Regions from separate parts of the Gossypium hirsutum genome. Here region 1 is linked to region 2. A link is a contact called in public Hi-C data. All regions are on one chromosome and are shown on one strand. Each heading gives the region's core, a stretch centred on a gene start, on an enhancer-like site or on the middle of the called end of the contact. The rest is flanking DNA. Distances are from core to core; before and after follow the strand shown. Region 1 holds the start of LOC121229168. Region 2 holds the start of LOC107959921 (F-box protein At1g70590).

Region 1 (7,388 bases), core at 4,346-6,845, 450 kb after region 2:
ATATTAATATACTTACTTAAATTCATTTTCTATGCACCCTAATCATTATGGCTGGCCACTACTTCTCAAAATGGGGTATTTGACATGCAAGTCCCCATTTTGAGAATCATGCACTAATTAGTCTTCAAATTAATTCATCATTTTTTTTCTTTCTCACATAAGCCCTTTGACTAAAATTCACATTCAACTAACATAATTTAAGCATCAAAATTTCACACATGCACTATCACACATAGTATATATGAATTTTAATATTTAATAAATTTTATAACTCGATTTTGTGGTCCCAAAACCACATCTCGACTAGGGTCAAATTAGGGATGTCACATTAGGTACTCTCTTTGAATGCCGACTCAGCATCCAACAACAATTCCGAGCTCAAGTGTGGTGATGTTTAATTTTGTAATGGCATGTACCTAGGATGTCTTTGGTTGTTAGTTGTTTTTTGAATGTGATGTAAATTCAGTTATAAATATATGTTTATGTTTGAAGCTAAATGTAAGTATGTGTTTTGACAAAAGGCTTGATGTGTATGAAACTTAAAGCTTGATGTCTTAAGTAGCTTTAGGTTAGGCTAAATTAAGTGATTTTGGCATACATTAAACTTTGATTTGGATGATGCATTGTTGATGTGTTTTGAAGATATAAAATGTGGTACCAATGAGGGTACATTGGTTGGGCACTTAGGATGATTGTTTTGGCATGTTTTGAGTATATTTAATCGTAATTTGAATAAGTTAAATGATTGGTATTTGAATTGCTTAAGGCCCAAGTAAGCTTGAAATGGTAACTTTGTTGTTTGAGGTACATTTTAGGTCCACACGGCCAGAGACATGGCCGTGTGACCCCTGTTCTCAATTTTTCTGAAATTTTCCTAAACTTTCCAAATGATTTCAAATTGGTCTCGATTTGTCTTTAAAGTATTTTTTTTGGACCTCGTGGGCTCGATTTAGAGACAATATGTGTATGAAGGAATGATTTAAGTTACGTTTATGATTTTCGAATTGAATTAATTATAAATGTTCCAATTGTACAGTAATACTTGTAACTATAATATGTGACGGAGAGGGGTTTGGATGTTACATTGATAATAATATTGATGCCAACCAAACTAAGACTCAATTTCATAAATACTAATAAATTTATTTAAGCATAATTAAACAATCGTAACTATTATAAATAATAACTCTCGGATTTAGAATATTAGATTTAAAGGTTTAGGTATAAGATTTTGGGTTTAAGATCTTGAATTTTAGGTTTATAATTTATTTATAATTAATTATTATTTAATTATGTTTAAACAAAGTTATTAGCATTTACTTACAAAGTCTCTATTATTTTTTATTTAATCATGTTATTATTTATTGATGGCATATTAGACATAACCACTAGCCTGCATATAATTTAATAATCACTTATCTCTTTAGATTGAATAAAAGTGAAATAATAAAATATTTTTATTTAAAATTTTAATTCACACTAATTATAAATTCGATAAAAAACTTTTGTCCTATATCTCTTATATAATAAAAAAAAACTACAAATCAGTCATTATACCAAAATTGTAATACCATTCCAACTAAGAAAATAAAAAGAAAATTGGATTAACAAGGAAAATAATTACTATAAAAATGCCCCAAAAACTTACAAAATCAACATCTCTCGTCTCCATAAGAAACCCAGTATCACCCAACAAATATTAAACAAAAAAAAAACTATTTACTAACTCTACCCTATACCCAGGGGCAGATCCACAAGGGCAGCAGTCCCTCCAACAATCTTGGTAATTATCTTACTCAAAAATTAATAAATACCTATTTTGACTCTCAGATTTTTATCATTTATTTTCTTTTATCTTGATTGTTAATATAAAATTTGCTTTCCCCCGTTGCCTATATCATTCCCTTTACGGACACCTAACACTTCTTCCAGGTCCTCCATAATAAAAATAATGTCCCCAAACCCCATTAACCCCACCTCTGATATCATAGCAATTGGGATGGTCAGCCAGCACTCGTAGATTTGGCAATGGGATTAGGTTATTATCCCAATCAACCACCTCTAAGTTTCGGAAATAAGAGGCCTTTCCGAACCCTTCACCGGCAAAATGACCGCTGCCCATCGCGGTGGAGGTGTGGGAACCTCCGGGCCTTGTGTTCACAATCTCCCCACCAAATTGAACCATGGTTGCATGATCCCTTAAGTGAGTGAACAAAAATGATGGCCAGTATCCTACTAGAATCCCCGATCCGAATTCCAACCACCAATTCCCATGCTTTGGATCCTTTAGAAGATGTATTTCAAAACTAGCATTAATTGATTTAATCGATTTGGTTCAGTTTTAAGGAAACTAAAAGGATTTACCTTCCAAATCAAGAGGGTGATATCAAACTGTCCACCATGGTATGATGAGATTGGGGAGATTGCAGCTCCAATTGCAATTCTATTGTTTGTTTGAACAAATCCTGAGCACATCAAATTATAACACCCAGTTGCTTCATATGCGTCGTTCTGCCAAATATTTTCATTTATCTTAATTAATTAAGCAATGAGGAATTTAGTAACTATAATTAAATTGTTTCCAAATATTTTTTTTTATTATACTTACGGTCCAATAAGTGAAGAATCTAGGATAATTGTCCCCGTATAGCTCTGGACTCACCTGCATAAAAATAAATGACAAAAAAAAATTAATCATATTTTTATGTAATGTATAAAATAAAATATTAAATTTGTTTATTTATATATAATAATACAAGATCAATCGGATCAAGTTTAACAAAGATTATATCATAAAAAAGTTATGTTACTCGAATTAGAATGTATTGAAACATGTTGAACCCAAGTTTAGGCAATCGGTTGGTTCCAATCCAAATTTAATTTAAATAACAACAAAAATTAAAATTAATTTTATATATATATAAATCTTCTCTATATTATTCCCCGAGTCCCAAACATGAAGAATTTAAAAAATAATATAAAATATCTTTTTATTAATATATGAAAAGGTGGGACCAAGCTTAATTCGAGCTTGGGCTAGGAACATTTTATTTGAACCAGGCTCCAACCCAATCTGGTTCTGTTCATTGACAGGCTTAGGTGTGACATTTGGAGGATTAAGATATCTTCATAACGAAATCTTGATATGCGTAAAGAGTATTTTCTAAAAGAGAAAGTTAAAATGGAAAAAAACATGCCTGCCAACCAGCTTCAATGGTGTTGAGATCGTGGGCAAAAGAACCAGAGATGACCCAGAGTTGGGATAAGCTGAATTCATAGGGATTGGAGACTTGGGGTGCCCACACATTTATGCTGCCTTTGGCTCCGTAATATTCTCCTCCGCTCACATATCCAACAGCATGCTGTAACCACCTTTATTATTACCATCATCTTATTTCGGATTTCCAAATAAGCATAAAATATAATTTTTAAAAATTATGTTAAAATATTAATGTTTAAATATGTGGGGATATAAGGTTTTTAAAGTAAACCTAGGATGTTAAAGAAGGAAAAAATTAACAAAAATTAGTTTTTATAATTCCATTCATTACATCACAGAGGAAGAGAATTATATCGATTTCATCATATTTTTTTCAATCTAGAAAAGAGTTTTGCTAGTTTAAATTATCCTATTCTAGGCAGGAATCCCTTAACTCTTACCAACTATACTCCTTACAATGTGATTATTATATATAAAGGCACCCTTTGTGTAACGTAATCAAGATAGGAGCATAAAACATCCTGAAAATTAGGTATTGCCGTCTTTTGTAAAAATCTTGTATTATAAGAGTTTTTATAAATAGATTATGCAAAATCCCGAAATAATTTTTAAGTTGAGCGAGAATGATGACTTTGAATTGAGATTTATTTTTTGTCCCATAATCTTCTACTACTAGGATATATTTCATATTTGTGTTTTTATTTATACAAATGTTTTAAAAAAAAAAGAAGTTTATATGCTTTAAAGCAAGAAAAATGAGATATATATATATATAAAGCTGACATATCATTTATAAGTATATAAATATAATATTTCTTTATACGGTATCAATAAATTAATATAAAATTTTAAAAAGAATAAAATTTATATTTAGTACTCTGTGAGTTAATTATATGATGCAAGCACTCATCTAAATTTATTTTAAAGGATTTTTACTAAAAATCTGTCAGCCTACCCCAAAGAAATGTATGTACAAAATACAAGGTTGTCAATGTTGGCATAAGAGACTGAAGTCTCTGGTAATAAAAATAAATAAGTAGGGTCGTTTTACAATCCACTTTTGACTACTTCCTTGATATTGGTTCCTTCCGATTTTTAACGCTATTCCAATTGCTTTTTCAATTTTTTCACCCACTTTTGTGCGTCAAAAAGTTTATATTTTTCTAACAAAATAAAAAACAGTAACTTATGAATAATTATTTTTTTTAAGAAAAAATGGAAACGTTGCTTAGATAAAATTTGATATTTTTTAGGCATGGCAGTTTTTGTTAAAAGTGTAATTTTGAAGACACCTACCTCATGGCCGTTGCTGGTTGAATCTCTTCTAACACGTCGTCTTGGTTTCCTTCCAAATCTTCTTACAGAACTAGCCCTTAACATGTCTTGTTCCGTCGTTCTCCTGATGGGAATTGTTCCTTCCGGACATGTTTCACCTGACATTCTCCATAGCTGAACATGTTCTTCTTCTTCTTCTTCTACTTCCGCCGTCATCATCACCCCATCTCTTTCATAAATCCTAGGTCTCTCCGGTGGATCCTGCACATATTTCAACAATAGAAAAAAAAAACTGTTCAATTAGTATTTGTGGACCAATGGATGTTTTCCCTTTAATTGCAATAAATAACGACGATAAACACTGTAACATAACCATGTACTGTTAATATCGTGCAACTAAAATATTATTTAATTACCAATGGTCGTTGTCCTTTGAGTTGAGGAAGATCGAAGGCAGGCTGATGATGCGACAAAACACAATCTATAGTGTCACCATCAGGACACTGCAACACCAAAACCATAAACAAAAACATGTTGGAGATCTTGGAAACCAATGTCTGATAAAAGATAAAAAGAAAATTACTCAAGGCAAAAACTAGATTAAATTGCCTGAATTGTCTTTACTGCTGGCTTATTGATCTTGTTGAGACGTTGTCTTATGAATTTCAACTTTTGTAGCTCTTTATCCGGTCGGAAAGTTCGATTTCTCGCATGGAGATTATGGGGTTCCGATGAGTAAACGGGAGAAATTGAAGAAGAACAAACAAGAAGAAAAATTACAAAAGCATGAATGATTGGTGAGGTTTTACGAAAGTAAGAAGCCATGTTTAAACATGGGTTGAGTCTTCTTATTCTGTGATCGAAATGGGGGCATCTGATCCGACATAAGATCAACATTGTAAGAAAAGCTTTCTCGATTGCTTCTATCCTTCACACCATTTTTCGAAGCTCTCGAAAACATCCAAGAATGGCAGAAAATAATAAATAAAACAATACCCTATTCTTGTTATTCTCTTACAGATATTCTAATGTCTTGGTGTTGATGTCCCGACAGCTTGGCTTATTAAAAAAGAAAGCAGAGAAATGGGGTTTTCTCAAAGCTCTGCTTATGTGGGTGTGGTGATATAAATAGTGAGGGTGAGTTTAGCAAAGCTGGCAGAAAATCGAGAAAATAAAGTTTAGAAATGTATGTTTTAATGAAGAATAATAAAGTCACTTTGTGTGAAACAACAATTTTAAACGTCAAAGATTCCATTTTCTTATTTTGCTTTTGAAATTATGATTTCAACTACAAAAGTTGTTTTCATCGCGGTGCTTATTAATCTTTTTATTTTTTATTTTTTGATATTTTGGTTACGCAATAGTAACAAGCAATCATAACTATACAAATAAATCAAAAATTAAATTATTTTAATATAAATTAAAAAATAATCTAAATATTGTTATATGATTACACGAGTTATCTAAAACTTTAGTTATTATTATTTCCCTATTTGTGTTAAATTTATAGGAAAATATGGGTAATGGTCTGTGTTATTCTTTTACTGTAGTTTGTATGCATCGGAATAAATGTGAAATACAGTTGATCCTGGGTTTCCAAAGTTACTTTCTCACTTCCCAATATGTTCTTTGTGTCAGCTATATACTTTGTAACCATCAAGCTAAAAGCCTGCCCACTTTGAATTTCCTTTCACTATTTAGAGTTTAGCAAAACTTGGGAGTTATGGGGGACTAGATTTGTTAATTTGTATATTTGTTTTACATTTGTGTATGCTTTGTATTATAATTGCGATTAAAATATTTTGTATTTTGATCGTACAATCGTATCTTGTTGGGGGGTAGGAGTGAGCACATTTCCTGTCTGGTGGCGCATGCAGACACATCCATGCAAGTGCATTATTGCAGTCTCCATCAATTACATTTCATTACAGTTCTCCACTCACTCATGCATGTCTTTGTAGTGCTTATATTTTGGGGCTCAACTTTGATTTCTTTTGTTTATTGTGCTAATTGGTGGCCATGGGGTTGGTGTATTTTTCTCCTAGGTTGTCTTGTAACTTGGGTTGGACTTGTTTTAGGTCGATTTGAGTAGCTTGAATCAGCAAGAGGTATATTATAGACAAACTCACATCTATTACAAGATTTTATATTAACTTTTCATATAAATATTTTATTCATTTATTATTGGCTAAATGTTCAAAATAGGACTCAACCTTTTGCATTGTTCACGCGAAAGCTTTTTATTTACTTCAATTTAATTTGTAAAAAATCATGTAAATATTGACGTGTTTAAAATAAAATAAAATACTTAAATCATATATATAACTTGAAAAGAATATAATTTGAAACTTAATATACGATGTTTAAAAAACTTTTATTTCAACACTTTCGCGAAAAAATTTAACCCATATTTAATCATTTTGAAATAGTTTAATCTTTAACTGGTCTAATTTGAGCATTTACGATTACCCTTAATCATCCAAAGGGTTTTTTTTTTCTGCATATTCCAAATCTTCCATGTATCAATTTGTTTCGTAAAAAGCTCAACTTTGGTGTTTTGTGGGGTTTGAAAGAAGGCAGTGATAGTGATGGTGTCTCCAAATCTAAGCCACAGCGATGAAAGGGAGTTTGGTCAAATGGAACCCAGCTTTTAGGTTGGACCCGTCTGCCTACATGCACTTATCATCATCATTATTCAACATGATGTTTTCGATGGACCTACAAAACCACCGATTAAAGGGGCAATTTCAGATCAATATGAAAGGTACCATCTACTCCTTTAACATAATTATGTAAAATCGACGATTCAATTTAAAAACCTTAAAAGTTAATAAGTAATTTTCAAAAGATAATATTAAATATAATAAATAAGTAGATAATTATTTATTAATTT
Region 2 (6,496 bases), core at 1,865-4,364:
ACATATGATAAAAAATTTATATTAATATTTGCTCTTACATAATTAAACCTAGAAAAAAATTAATAATATCATTAAAAAATAATAAAATGAATAAAAAAATATTATTCTATTTAGATAAAAAACAGTCGGATTAGATTCGGGTCAAATATACTAATATTTAATTTTGAATCGGGTTGGGATGATACATCGGGTCAGAGTTGGGGTTGGACGGGCAAAAAAACGACCTGTTGCCATCTCTATATGTGGAATTGTCAATCCATGCGTGAGAAGAATGAAAGTTAAAACTCGTAACACGTTTTCCCAATGCTCATTCAAATATACAACCAAGCACTTGAAACCTCAGAAGCCAATTTCTTTTATCTTCAGTCTCTACCCCCATTAAGGAAAAACAGAACAGCAAAACATAAGAAATACAAACAGTTGAAACAGATAACCTGATGAACTATAAGATATGGTTGAGGCAATAACTTAATGGTTATGACCTATACTGCACCGACTTAACTTTTTTTTTCTTAATTACCCGTGTTCTACAATTGTGTCTATCACAAGTGTGCCGATATGACCATACCTAAGACAAAAACCTTAGAAAAAAGCTGATCACATCTGTATTTGATATCTAACAATCACACCTGAGTTTTGAGTAACATAGGTTGTGACCTAACGTAACTGCACCTTCCTAAAAGTAGTAGGTTTAGAGGAATTTCATTTCCTCGCGGCAAAAAGAAATAAGATAAATCATATAGGATGTTGAGACAAGATTAAAGACGCTGGAAGCAAAAGGAAAACAGTTAGGGCATCTATATACCTAGAGCTGTCAAGCATAAAGACAATCAAAAGGGAATGAGGCAATTACAGGAGTATACGACAAAGTAAGTATTCTTGATATACTTAGCGAGATGAAGGCACAGCACGCCAATTGTCGGCAAGAAGGAGCGCACGTTCACGAGAAGTTGCTGAGAGTTGCTGAAGGATGACATTTTTTACATGAGTTGCAGCTGTTTCACCAGAACGTGTGGCAAGTTCAAGGTACACTACAGCTTTCATCATTTCCCCTTCCTGTCCAAATATTATCATCAAAATCAGCATTAGCTTAGATTGCATAACAACAGATATCATTGGACTATGAGTCATATCCCCACATTCATGTGTCAGACAGGAATACTTCAAGAGAAATGATCAGATGGCCAGATTTGAAAAATTAATATTCACCATGGAGCAAGCTTGCATGCATTTGTCTTCTCTTAACCAACTACAAAATCCCATTGTTTTTATTCATGCATATTTCTCCATTTTACTTCAACATGTTTGGAGCATAAATTCATAGTTATTTGCTATTACTTAGACTTGAATGTACAACATTATTAGCGAGCATTGATGCCTAAGAGAAGAGAAATAATGACCAGACAGAAAAACAGACTCAGATCACGAGGCAAGCTTCCATACATTTATCTTTCTCTTAACAAACTACAGGACACCCCATTGTTTTCATGCATTCATATTTCCGCATTCTATCTCAACGAGTCTTGAGCAGAAATTCGTAGTTGTTGCCATATTACTTGGACTCAAGTGTGAGTGTTAGATATAAGTATGTATTCAACATGGATATATTAAATTTCTTTTTCTAAGTTTCCACGCATTTGGAGGTCATAACCATATACTGTTTGATATAGGTATTTCAAGGAAAATGAGTCCTTTAAAAGTCATTTTTTTCTAGAGAATCCTAGGTGCATCAGAACATGATTCTATTATTGTTTATATACTTGGAAACAAAGAATTAAGAATGTGACGTACAGAAAATAGAGCAAGTCCATGTTCAAATTGAGCTTTGCTATGACCACGATCAGCTGCCCTTCTCATCCATTTCCTTGCTTGTCGACGACTTTGTGACAAACCTACCCCAGATGAATAACAAAGCGAAGCATTGTACATTGCACGAACATATCCACCTTCAGCAGCTTTTAGATACCATTTTGCCTGATAATCAATAAGCAACAGAGCAAATCTTAATCACCCAAAAATTTGGGTCTAAAACCCTCATCATCTGGTAACCACATTGGGCCTCAAGGTCAGACCAGAACAGGAAAAGTTCTCCTGACACCTATTTTCTCCATTCATAATACTCGAAATGGAGATGCTTATAAGGGCACCGAGCTCCTTACTACTTGGCCAGTAATCACCTAAATCTTCTTAAACAGAAAGGTTCACTTAATGAATAAAATTAAAATGGGTATGCAAAGAAGTTCATACTGCTTCGTAAAGATTTCGATGAACTCCAAGACCTTGATGCAAGCAAAGCGCCAACTGGTACTGAGCTCGTGTATAGCCCCCTATTGAAGCTTGATGCAACCATTTTACAGCTTCCTTGTGATTTTGAGGTTGAGCTGAAAAGGTTAATTTTTCTAAGATCATATGAAACTGAATAAGGAGCTAAGATTTGCGGGAAAATGTTCAGTAATTTTGGCGAAAAATACCGTGCAAGTATGAAATTCCGAGATTACACTGGCCGGCAGGGTCGCCAAGGGCGGCGGCTTTCTGGTAAAGAGCAATTGCTTCTTCTTTTAGACCCCTTTCCCAGTAGATAAGCCCCGCATCGACCATAGCAAGCGTAGATCCACGCGCAGCGCCTTTCAAGAAAGAGTCAAGAGCTTTATCCAAATTACGCCGAACACCGCCACGGCCGTGCTTGAATCGCTTCCCGTAACGCAGCATCATCATCGCTTCCCTCAACGGACGGAGCGCGTCCCTCCATGACCGGCAAACCAGCGAAGCCGCTAGAAGGTTCGGGAAATTAAACGACGCCGCGATTTTCGTCAAGATGTCGAAAGGGAGAGCCGAGAAATCAGGGCCGTCGGTCGGCGATAATGACGGTTTTGAACCGATTTTGGAACGCCTCAATAATATGATATTTTCTTCATTGTCGTTGGGTTTCGACAAGGGAAAAGCAGTGAAGCGGACGCCGTCGGATCGATCCGGCCATGTTTTTTGCTTCATGTCGCGGCCGTCGATTTGTAGGTGCCAATCTCACACTGAAAGCGTCATTTGCCACATTTATTTATTTGTTGGTTACTTAAATCATAAATGAAAAAATGGGTAGCTAATGCTTATGGAACAGCTCGAGACGTGGCACTTCTTAACCGACGTTTAGATATTTCGGTTACAACTCCTCATATATGGGCTTTCCATTTTCTTAACGCCCATGTCGTAGTTAAATTTTAAGAACATGCCAGTTTTAGAAAATGATTAGAGTTTTGATTTTCTTTTAGGGTATCGTAAAAAAAAAGTTTATTTCTGAAATTATTTACGAAAATATTCCGCTCTAAAAAATAATAATAAGTATTGACCAAAAACACTAAAACGCATTGACGTGGATGCGTTTTTAAGGGATAGTGTAGAAAAACGTACTGATAAAGACGCGTTTTTCCTCATGTCAAGCAAAAGTACGCTGACATGGACGCGTTTTAATAAAACGCACTTACAAGGATGCACTTTTCCTCGAGTTTTATCCCAATGGTCAAGAAAAAAATTATAAAATCCCTACCTATTTTCTTCACACCAAATTTCTTTTAAATTATAATTCTTCCAGATTTCTCTCTAAGTTTCTCAAAAAAGCTCTTAAAGCTCTCTAAATTTTTAATTTTTTTTTCTGAATTAGTATTATTTTTTATAATTTCTAAGAAATTTGATTGTGTTAGCATTGCCCGACAATTAATTTGTCTCGATGATAAACAGATCTCTGTCGGCCAAATGAAAATGGTAAGGGTTAATTTCATTTTTCTAATATTATTTAATATTTTTATTTTAGTTTTTAATTTAATTAATATTTTTTTCTAGTTTTTTATAACAGTTGGTAGATTGAGTGTTACAATGTTTTATTCGTAATATACCTAGTCTTCCATAATCGTTGATTGAAAATTGTTTGAGGGAAGTAGATTTTTGGCATGTGGCCAATATTGGCTAGGGTTGCAAGTTGGACCCGAAACTCATCAGCGCATTTGTGGAGAGGTGGAGACCCGAGATGCATACATTCTATTTTCCACGTGGAAAGTGTACCATCACTTTGGAGGACGTGCAATTACAGTTGGGGTTACCAGTGGATAGGTCCGTACTCATCTGGTCTGCTCAATCTGCTGAGGAGCCGTATGTTACGATTTTTTAGGTGCGATTTCAGATATTATTTACGGAGGTCGAATCGATATGGGCTGGTTACGAGAGACACTCTTAGTGCTGGGAGATGATTCCATTGAAGTACAGAGAGTACGATACGCTCGGGTGTACTCCTTCAGATCCTTGGAGGTTATCTGATGCCAGACAAGCCACGAAACCTCGTACATCTAAGGTGGCTGCTGAAAGTCATCAATTTTAGAGCAACTGGTGAACTTAGTTAGGGGTCTGCCGTATTTTCGACATTGTACCGGGAGATGTGTCAGGCGATGCAACTAAATAAAATCAAAATCGGAGGTTGCCTTTCACTACTACAATCTTAGGCTCGATTTCGCTTTCTATTTTTACGTCCTCGAGTGAACCACCCGTATACATTCCCACTCTTAACAAGGTAAAATCTATATTAGATTTTAAAATTATTAAATAGATTTAAAATAAAATTTTATGCTAAAATTTTATTTAAATAGGTGGAATAATTTGCCGAGTTACGAGGGAATACCTACCGCTCTTGAAGATATACGACTTCTATTAGACCAATGGTCAGAAGCGTATATTAGTATTTATTTCATTTTGAACTATATATACATAACATAGTCAATTTCTTATTTAGTATTTAGTATTATGCATATAACTAATATTTTTATCACGTTCATTTAGTTTCAATGGACACTATACGAGGATTTAGTAATTCGGGCAGTAATTCCAGATGAATTCCTATAGAATTCAAACATTTGGCATGTTAGGGTCCCATTGGTCAACTACGCTACCGTCGAGATGCACCAGACGAATAGAGTGTTGCGACAATTTGGATTTCGACAACCGATTCCCGTAAAACCTAAGGTGCTTGATGATGAGCACAAAATCGACTTACGGTGACTGAATACACATTGACCGGTGTTCCACTCGAAATATATTGAAATGTGGAAAAATCGGTATGATAATATACCTACTCACAAATCGATTATCATTCCGGAGTTAGCTTGCAATCCAAATTACATGCCATGGTTTAGGATCCATGGCAAACCATATTTGCTCTCGAAAAAGGAGAGGCGTTGACAAACTCGTGTTAAAAGGGAATAACAAAGCATTTTAAATCCAAGGACAGGGGATGGCGAGGCGGGCCCATCAACAACGCCCACACAATCACCAGCCCCAACGGGGAAAGCGGTGATGCCCATACCACTGCTCCTTCAGATTATACAATGTGCGTATCTTAACCTTTATGCGTATCCTAACCCTTATATATATATCCTTTTTTGACTCCTATGCAGGGTTGGAATTTATGGCCCAGTGTATCTCATTTCCCAATAACTTTGAGTCAACTGACGATAAATAGGCAATTGTCGCAGGAGGGACTATACGAGGCACCGTTAGGGAGCTCAACTCATTTGAATCCCTATCGCCTTATGGGATTCAAGCCGGTTATGCTCATTCATAGTGGGTGATGCAAACACCTTCACAATCTTTGTTATATCAAGGTGGGTCATCTTCCCAACATTCACAACTAGAAGCTGATCTCGAACAACTATAACCCTAGTCGAAAGCTGAACCAAGAAGGAATCCAGCGTGTAACCGTCGACCACCCCATGTGGCACTGATTCCAACTGGCACATGCTTTGATTTATTTTCATATTGTTTCATTTAATAAATTATATGTTCTTTTGAATATTTTTGTATAAATTATTTTTATATTGTTTCATTTAATAAATTAAAAGTTATTTCGATGTGGACATGTTGGCATTATATGACCCGGGTTCCTACACCACCCGCATAACTTTTGTTGATTCGTTCTTTCTTGGATATCTATATTATCAGGAATTCTAGTCGAGCATAGTCAACCTTTTGGTTTGTGACGCAATTCTCTATCCGGTAATAACTTAAATGAAGCAAGCGATACAAACGGCCACTTACATTTATCTGAGACTAGTGAGAATACGTGTCTCTATACGCTGTACAGGTATTCTAATTTGTACACTTTGTCAACATAGCTTATGGGATCCAAACTGAGATTCTGGCAAGCTGCAATTACATGAGCGCATGGATAACAAAGTGCGTCAAACCTCCTACAGTTGTAAGTTTTATTTCTGAGGTGTACATGATATTGTCCCCCGGGAATACCTTAGTTCGGTCTGTCGAACTCTGTCACATGAAACCATAGGTTGTGACGATCGTGACACACTACATGTATGGAGTTGGCCTGCGTCTTGGCTGTATTAATTTATTGCATTACCTTTCAGTACCATACATGGCCTCTCTGCATTTTGTCTTTATAACTCGCTGCTCGCTTTGGGAATAGTGCCTCCAAACGGAAGTATGTCTCCCGTACAATTGAGAT

Evidence for each region. Hi-C and Micro-C count contacts between places; a contact is called where the count stands out from the background.
Region 1: a contact with region 2 is called in a Hi-C map of leaf, with 3 times the contacts expected there. The contact joins the promoter of LOC121229168 here to the promoter of LOC107959921 in region 2. A contact is called at or near these places in 2 of 34 Hi-C or Micro-C datasets (leaf and petal).

The regions. Positions count from the first base shown.
Region 1 is chrA05:53,247,653-53,255,040 of Gossypium_hirsutum_v2.1, forward strand. LOC121229168 reads right to left here and starts at 5,596. Exons shown (of 7, transcript XM_041112601.1): 1 at 5,105-5,596; 2 at 4,912-4,998; 3 at 4,517-4,756; 4 at 3,198-3,362; 5 at 2,609-2,662; 6 at 2,365-2,511; 7 at 1,605-2,284. The coding sequence starts at 5,392. The coding sequence ends at 1,907.
Region 2 is chrA05:52,801,015-52,807,510 of Gossypium_hirsutum_v2.1, forward strand. It overlaps LOC107959921 (F-box protein At1g70590), which reads right to left and starts at 3,115. Exons shown (of 5, transcript XM_016896096.2): 1 at 2,472-3,115; 2 at 2,248-2,381; 3 at 1,792-1,974; 4 at 854-1,056; 5 at 1-369. The coding sequence starts at 2,991. The coding sequence ends at 889.